3 separate regions of the Mus musculus genome follow, and all the other regions are linked to region 1. Evidence: chromatin contacts called from public Hi-C data. All regions are on one chromosome and are shown on one strand. The core of a region is the stretch at or near the end of the contact, and the rest is flanking DNA. Distances in the headings are between cores, read along the strand shown.

Evidence for each region. Hi-C and Micro-C count contacts between places; a contact is called where the count stands out from the background.
Region 2: a Hi-C map of the N1E-115 cell line shows a contact between it and region 1, with 4 times the contacts expected there. The contact joins two enhancer-like sites. A contact is called at or near these places in 10 of 39 promoter capture datasets (the 3T3-L1 cell line, the HPC-7 cell line, HPC-7-derived erythroid cells and 5 more), 1 of 15 datasets of contacts at CTCF or cohesin (embryonic stem cells), 3 of 484 Hi-C or Micro-C datasets (the N1E-115 cell line, embryonic fibroblasts and trophoblast stem cells) and 2 of 9 other capture datasets (liver and macrophages).
Region 3: a Hi-C map of the N1E-115 cell line shows a contact between it and region 1, with 3 times the contacts expected there. The contact joins two enhancer-like sites. A contact is called at or near these places in 5 of 484 Hi-C or Micro-C datasets (the N1E-115 cell line, extraembryonic ectoderm, nephron progenitors and 1 more), 2 of 115 datasets of contacts at active chromatin or transcription factors (differentiating embryonic stem cells and embryonic basal ganglia) and 1 of 9 other capture datasets (embryonic stem cells).

What each region holds. Positions count from the first base shown.
Region 1 is chr2:173,937,254-173,939,892 of GRCm38.p6, forward strand. No RefSeq gene overlaps it. Among named protein-coding and RNA genes, the nearest start is that of Gm30017, 64 kb to the left of the region's middle. Within about 2 kb of position 1,303, at least 14 of the 459 cell types and tissues checked have an H3K27ac peak or open chromatin away from gene starts, as enhancers often do. A contact at or near this core is called in the N1E-115 cell line, where this site is marked.
Region 2 is chr2:173,563,397-173,566,035 of GRCm38.p6, forward strand. No RefSeq gene overlaps it. Among named protein-coding and RNA genes, the nearest start is that of Ankrd60, 14 kb to the right of the region's middle. Within about 2 kb of position 1,340, at least 26 of the 459 cell types and tissues checked have an H3K27ac peak or open chromatin away from gene starts, as enhancers often do. A contact at or near this core is called in the N1E-115 cell line, where this site is marked.
Region 3 is chr2:173,604,329-173,606,967 of GRCm38.p6, forward strand. It overlaps the pseudogene Ppp4r1l-ps. Among named protein-coding and RNA genes, the nearest start is that of Ankrd60, 27 kb to the left of the region's middle. Within about 2 kb of position 1,338, at least 23 of the 459 cell types and tissues checked have an H3K27ac peak or open chromatin away from gene starts, as enhancers often do. A contact at or near this core is called in the N1E-115 cell line, where this site is marked.

The DNA of each region.
Region 1 (2,639 bases), core at 53-2,552:
AATCACTGTGTGGAGAAGACGACCTTGAACTTCTGATCCTCCTGTCTCCACCTTCTGAGGTTATAGATGTGGGCTACCAGGCCTGCTTCATGCACTGCTGGGGTCTTACGATGCTAGGAAAGCACTAAGCTACACCCTCGAGTCCGGAAGGGCATCTGGAGGATGCCTACTTAAGCTTGTCCCATGCCCCTCCTTAGCTTGTGGGATCCCCTAACACATCAAACAAATTAAAACGAGGCCGCACTTTAAGGAAAATTTGTTTTCAGTAAAGATATTTAAGAGAACTTTAATGATTTCTCTTTTTAAATGATCTGGCTGTGGGTAATTTATGATAGTCTCAATTACCTGTGATTTACCCCACAACCAATAGGCATCTTCAGATTCCCCGTGCCTGTTTTCTCAAATGTAATGAAACTTTATGATTCCTCTATCAGGAAGGAAGGCTGCGTGCCAAGGAGACGGCTCTGCTGCTCTTGGCAGGCGTTTAATGAAGCATGTGTTAATTTTGATTTTGCAGCTTTCTTGTCGAATAGCAGAGCCGATCACTTCACTTCACGTTGAACACAATTGCATGGACGCCAGAAAAACACACGCCCGAGACCCTGAAGGGGAGCCTTTCTTTACCACCAGGTCCTGGGGGGTGGGGGTGGGGGCATTCCAGAAGCTGCAGGGCCATCTCAGTGCTGCAGGGAGGGCTGGCTGTCAGTTGGAACAGCATCTAGTTTCCTCTTTCTTAGTTTTTATAGCGGTAAAAATTAAGTCTCAACATCTGGAGCCCCACATGTGTGATGTGCAAACACCCAGCTCCAGTGCGCACGGCCTTCATTCCTTATTTCTTGATTAATTTATTGGGCATCGCCACTTTGCTTCTCTGTTACAGCAAAGAAGCTTAATTGCTTGGAGGAGAAAGGGTGGGGGTCAGGGGGGGGAACAATGAGAAATTAAGCATAATTGGGTGACATTTCCTGACAGATTCTAACACAGGGCCCCAAATGAGAGTCCCACTCCCTTATGCCTAGCACAGGTCTCTTTTCTTCACAACCTGAGGCCACTGGCCTCCCAGACTTGTATGGTAATATCTGGAGACATAAAAGGGAAGAGGCAATTAAAGATGGACACGTGCAGCTTCAGGGCTGACGTTATCGATGGCTTTGTGATCAATAGCGCTATTTTTATTTGGATTGCTGGGTGAGAATGAGCCATGGCCACAAAATTTAGAGAGCCCTACAGAGGCTCTGTAAACGTGCCGTAACTCGGTGTCAGGCCGGAATCACGGCTGATTTAAAGGCTGGGGGCGTCGGAGCGAGGAGGGGTTTCCATCACTGTATGCCCAGGAGAGGAGCTGCATCTGCCGGCTTCCAGGCCCCAGGTGGAGCAGAGCTGCTGTTTATAACAGAATTTGGCCGTGGGTGAATTTTAATCTTGGGAGCCACTGATTGCTTTAGGGCTGAGCTGGGAGAGTCGGGCCTAGCTGGCCTTTGTTCCCAGAGCACTACCAAGGACTGCAACAGCCCCTGCACCCTGGGTTTTGCTACTTCTGTTGTTTCCTGTTATTTATCTTGAGTGGATACAATGTATTTTGGTCATGTTCACCCCTTGCCCTGTCTTATCCATTCCCTGTGCTCTCTGTACACTTCCGGTTTCTTCGCAACGCCCCCAACCCCACTTCCGTGTCTACTTTTCTCCCCTTTCTGTGTCCTGCTGAGTTGAATCAGGATGTCTGCATGAGCGTAGCAAAGGGGATTACTGGGGTATGGACAATTTACCAGTCGCTATCTTGCTGAAGAAAAATGGCCTCTCCTCCACCAGCAGCCATCAGTTGCCCCATAGTTCCTTGACTAGGAGTGCTCCACACGTGTCCCCCCTCCAACACTAATGTCCTAATGTTCTCGTGGGAGAGGTCTGAAAGGGAAGACACAATAGCTAGGAGCTCTGGATAGCTGTCCTCTCTAGGGAAGCCGCCTTCTATTAATGTCATATTTCCTGGGCGCTAATGACAGAAAGAGGCACAGTGTATGTGAGCTAGACCCCCCCCCCCCTCCAGCTTCTACACTCTGCTCTTGACTCTGGCTTTTGCGTTAGCTCTGGTCAGCCAATACATTCATTGCTTCCTATACACCGAAAGTAAAGTCTATATGGAGAGGAACTGCCAGCGTATAAACACCAGGTCCCAGACTTATGGTTAATAAATAATACATAACTGGAAGACTGATATCTACTTAACCAACGTTTCATATAGACTGCCTTGTGGGATACTATTTCAGATACACTGGGTTTCATTAAATATATGAGTAAAATTACTTTTCTGTTTTTACTTTATGGTTTTTGCCTTTGCTATTTTAAAAAGGTGTTAAAAATTTAAAATACAATATGTGTAGGGTTTTTTTTTTTTCATTTTTGTTATAAGGCACAGGTCTACAGGAATAAAGGAGGAACAGGGATGTAAGACAAAGTGTTTCAGGTCAACCAGCATGCTAGTGGCAGGTCCTTTTGGGCGCTAACAACATGACCACCCAAAATGGGCATCTCTGTGTGGATCCTGTCTCGTATTGGTGCTATATCAGCAGACTCTGGCCGAATTCTTAATCCAGCTCTGTGTCCCTGTCTTAGTCACCAAAGGCTTGTATGGCTTTCCCAGG
Region 2 (2,639 bases), core at 90-2,589, 370 kb before region 1:
ATTTTTTAAATAAAAACACGTGTGTGCGTGTGTCCCTGAACGTGTATGTGCATGCATGTATGCCTTTGTGTGTGTTTACGTACTGTCTGCATACATCTACGGAATATGCATGCAGTGACCACAGAGTCCAGAAGAGGGGGTCTGGAGCTGAAGTTACAGGTAGGTTTGAGCTGGAAAATGAATCCTGGCCTTCTATAAGGACTGCTAACACCCTTAATCACATCCCTCCAACCCTGTATGGTCTTTCAAAAGCTGCAAACTATGCCCCCCAACATACCCCGTGCTGGGCACAAGGGATACTCAAGGCCTTATCATCCAGGCCTGCGGTTTCAACATATATAAACATCTTATGCTCTGGGACTTCCACAAAGCTGGGGAGCTGGGTCTAGACTGGGATTTGGACAGGAAATGGTGAGTTATAACCTTGCAAGGATATGGAATTCTCTAAACATCCCTGTGACATTTCCCAGGCACACACACACATGCACTCTGGAGCCCCAGATGTTATTGGTATTTTTTAATTTTTTCCGTTTTAAATTTAGAACATATAGCAACCAAACAAGTCAAGGATGATGCTGTGGGAACACAGGACGTGATTTCCTGGGGCAGATGGGACACTGGGCTTTCTTGTTCCGTGGCCAGATGTGTACTCCTAGAGTGATGGAGGACAGACCCCTTTCCGGATGTCGTGAGGGCTATACACGTGTCCCCCTGGCCAATGTACATGTCCCCTGTGCCCGCTCTGCAGAAAGTTCCAGGACTCAGGCAGAAATGCCACCCTCGAGCCCCCCAAATTGAGCTCCACTCTTGAATTTTCAAGTGACGCATATAGCAGCATCCCTGACATTTCCGCAGAACACAAACCCCGGTGTTTTGCCAAATGTTAATGGGTTTCTGTGCCCTCCACTGGCTGCCTCTGTATTCAATGCGCAGTGCAGGGGCAGGGCCTGAAGACTGGAATTTTCCTCTGCCTGAGAGCCTGTTGTTCCTCTGCAGCGGCTCTGGCCTGGGGGCGCTCTATGAGTTGCTGAGAAAGCCTTCCACCACTTAATGTCCAGACCAGCAAGTTTACGGGAAATTATTAATCTCCCACTTTGGGAATTATTAGTTCTGGATGGAGACTCTTATTGTATAAGGTTTGCTGAGAATTTATGAGCCTCTCTGGAATCCGGGAGGGGATCGATTCTCAGAGAGTAAACATTTTAAGCAAATTAAGTGTTGGTGGTATAATAATACGAATAATGCCTGCCATTTTTCAAGTGTCTGCTTCGAGCCAGGCATTCCATCTCTCTGGTGGCAACAGGGGCAGGTTTTACTACCCCGAACGCGCCACATGAGGCAGCTGAGACCCCAAGAGCTGCCCCTGGTTGGTCTAATGCCACATATCTAGGGGCAGAGGGAGTCTCTAAAGCATGTGTAGCCGACCACAGAACTGCCCTCCTTCCTGCTCACCAAGGAGTTGCTGTGGTAGGCAATTCCCCTGGGCTGTTTCTTCTGCCAACAGGACTGGCTGTGCAGAAGGGCAAAACCTGCTGATGAGATGGGTAGAGGGGAGCCGAGGGTCTCAGGAGATGGCCATTGGTTCTGAGGTTGCACAGCTGATGGGGAGGACGGCTTGGGGCGGGGTGGGGGTGAGGGTCGGTTCCATCAGTAACGCTTGCTGTGCAAGCATGAGGACCTGAGTCTGAGCCCCAGAACCCACATAAAGAAACCCAGCGGGGCACCTGGAGACGCGGCTCAGTGGTTAAGTGCACTGGCTGCTTTTGTAGAGGGCCCAAGTTCAGCTTTCGGCACGTGGTGTTGAGAGTAACCCCATGCAGGGCAGAGAGAGAGAGACAGAGACAGAGAGACAGACAGAGACAGAGACACTTTTTCCCACATTCTGGAAACCCTGAGCTAGTGATCATAGAGTGGGGACAGACAGGCAATCCAGGGAGAGCAAAAGACTCAGGTGCGCGGAGACAGCTCTACTTCCTGCTGATGACACTTGAGGGGGGTGGGGGTGGCACCGAGGCTGAAGCGCCAGGAGAATAGGCCCATAGGCCCACCATCTCAGTCCTGAGTTAGCCTCACAGGCTGAGAGCTCTAGACTAGAGCTTATGTTGCTGGTCTTAAGTTTTCCATTGCACTGGCTCCTGTGACAGAGGCCAGCTACAGTGACCTCTGCAGGGCAGATGAGGGGGAGAGAGTAGAGACTCATTCCGGGGGTGGGGGAAGGGGAAAGGATACGCTGGTCACTGAGCACTGACTTTGAGAAACCCTATAGCCAAGGCAAACGGGAGCTCGGTGCAGTGCAAACCATCATTTTTGCTTTGTCATCCTGCCGGGCTGGCTTTCCAGAACTCTTCCCAGGATGCCATGGGGCTTTACCGGTGAGCTATGTCTCTGGCTGGGATGAAGAGATAAGATCATTTCTATGTCCCCTCTAAGGTCCTCAAGGGCACACCATAACACGTCCCAGGGCACTAAGGACCAAGGACTGCTCATCAGAGTTCAGTGGCCAGAAGCAGAGAGAGCTCAGAAAAGACATCAAGTGAGTTTTTTTTTTCCGTCTCTTTCCTCAACCACCTTTCCCAGAGCTTCCGCGGGGCTCCCAGGCAACATCTCAAACAGCATTTTTTTGGGGGGTGGGGGGAACG
Region 3 (2,639 bases), core at 88-2,587, 330 kb before region 1:
CCATGTTAGAGCAATCCAAGAAAGCTGAGCTCTAGGAAGTAGAGCGGAGGGAAAGGTAGGAAGGAAGGCTGCACCTCTCAGGCTGAACTGAGAACCACAGCGAGAAGCAGCGAGCAGACACCACTGAACCTCACACTGGAGATGAAGTCAGCCAGCTTTCTTACATACCCAACTTACCCAATGACACAGAAGATCATACAAAAATGAAGTCCTTATCTTCTTACCAAAACCATGCCATGTCAAAGGAAACTCCAGAGCCACAGATCTGACTGGAGAAGTAACAAGAATGTAAGAGGGCGAAGGGGCCACAGACTTACACAAAACCTCTCTGAAGACTGCTTCTCGAATCCCAGTGAGGTGGGAAAGAGCAGTGGGCGCGGTGGAGAAGCAAGGCACTCGCCTGACTCTCACTACACCTAAACCAACATCACAGGGTTTGGGGCCTGAGCTTCCTGCTGTGACAGAGCCAGAGAATGTCATGTCTACCACAGTCCTGTCAAAGAAACAGAGGCTAACATGAGGCCTGAAGGAAACACTAGGCAGTGCCAAGATGGAAGACATTCTACCAAGGAACTGGCCTACACTGTGTCAAGACCTCCCAGGTTACAAGATCTAAAGATTCAGAAAGTGTTTAAGGTCAGGACACTGGAGACAGGAGGACTCAGGGCCAAGAGAGACTTCAACGCTCTTGTATTGCGTAATGTCAAATGATCTTGTCTCCAAGTCAGTCTCAAATGGCTCATATGTGTGTGTATAGACACACACACACATATGTGCACATGTACACACATGCTTTACACACATATGTATACATGCATGTGTGTGTGTGTGTGAACAGAGAAGAAAGGATGACACAAACCAAAGTGACAGGCTCCTAGAGAAGGGGGAGGGAGAACACAGCTTCCATTCTTCTAACTCTCCTGTAAGCTCAATCAAAAGCTACCTCCTGTTGGGCCTGGTGAGGTACACCTTTAATCCCATCAGTTTGAGGGGCAGAGGCAGGCAGATCTCTGTGAGGTCAAGATCAGAGTGGTCTACAAAGTGAGTTCCAGGACAGCCAGCATTCTGTTATGCAGAGAAACCCCGTCTCGAAAAAGGAAAAAAAAGAAAAAAAAAAAAGCTATCTCCAAATGTTTAGAAAGAATATCTCAAAATAAGTAAACAAGAAAAAGTAGAAGGAAGGAAGAAAGGGAGGGGGAGAGAGTGGGAGGGAGGGAGGGAGGGAGGGAAGCATTTTCTCTCCAAGCTCCATCTTTCTCAGGGACACAGCACTGCTAGAGTACAGTAAAGAATTCTGGGTGGGTAATATAGCCATCTTCTGTTGAGAATTTGTACACAGACAAGCAAAGCGGGACACACACACACAGAGAGAAATCTAATTGGGGTGAGGGAAGGGTAATCCAAGCCCAGAACACAAATAAGGAAAAGGCCTCTCTCTGCCTTCAAGCTCTGAGGACACAGACTTCTGATGTAACGCTGAGCAGAGTTGTTCAGTGACAGCCACAATAAATGAGGATGTGAGACCTCTGTATCCAGGGTAACGGGCAACTAAAGAGCTCCCTGTATCTCTTTCCACTCCTCTCGACCACCACACCCACATGACCTTATTACTACACCATATAAGACAAATCCAGAGTCATTAGAAGGCAGCACACAGTGACGAGACATGACATCCCAGCAGCCCTGGGAACCACATGTGTGGAATGGCGATCTTCACTGAGTTGCTTGGAGCCAACTATTCTTTACAGCCCATAACCACAGCATTCTTCTTAAATAAATGCACAAATAAAAATGAGCTCAAAATAGGGATGACGACAAAAAATGAGGAAGCCTTACTGTGAAAACGTGTTGAGAGAAAACCAGGCTTCTGACAATTAGTTATAATCGCAGAATGCTAATGGCCTCCCTGCAAGCAAGAGGAATTATAATTGGTCTCCAGTGGCCTGTTTATCCTGTCTAGATATAATTACAAGATACAGCTCTCGCCGTTTTTACCAATCCATTCATCCGACAACTAACATTTATTCAGCACGGGCTCTGGGCTTGGCCTGTGCTGGGTGCTGATGGCACAAGGCCACAGTGACCCCAGGTCAGAGCTTGCCACTTCAAGGGACAGGTAAATGGGACTTTATAACTCAACTGCTAAGTGAAAGGAGATGGACATGCAGCAGCCTGTGATGACAGAGAGGAGAGTGTCACTAACAGTGATCGGGTGTCGGGAAAGATGTGAACAAAGCACTGTGAGTACACAGGTGATCTACCAAGAACTGAGCCCTGGTCTCCACAGGAAGGCTGCGTGGTCTAACTGGTACTGCAGGCGAGGTAACGGTCCCCGTCATACAGGCACCTAAGCTGCTGGCATCACAATTGACTGATTACGATTCCCAACGAGAATGAAAACTGAGGAGAAGACAGATGTGTGTGTTTTCCATGTGACAAGTCCTTTCCCGCAGAGCAGCCTCCTTCTGAGTTGGCATGTGCTGATGTGTATACAGATGTCCCAATATCCAAACACAGGGCACACAGAACCCAGAGAGCCGCTTCCATCATCTGTAAGCCAAGGGCTTCCTGAGTATTTACCACAGCGTTTTGGGGTATTACCCACAGAACCAGACAACATTCTGTTTGGGGAGCTCCAC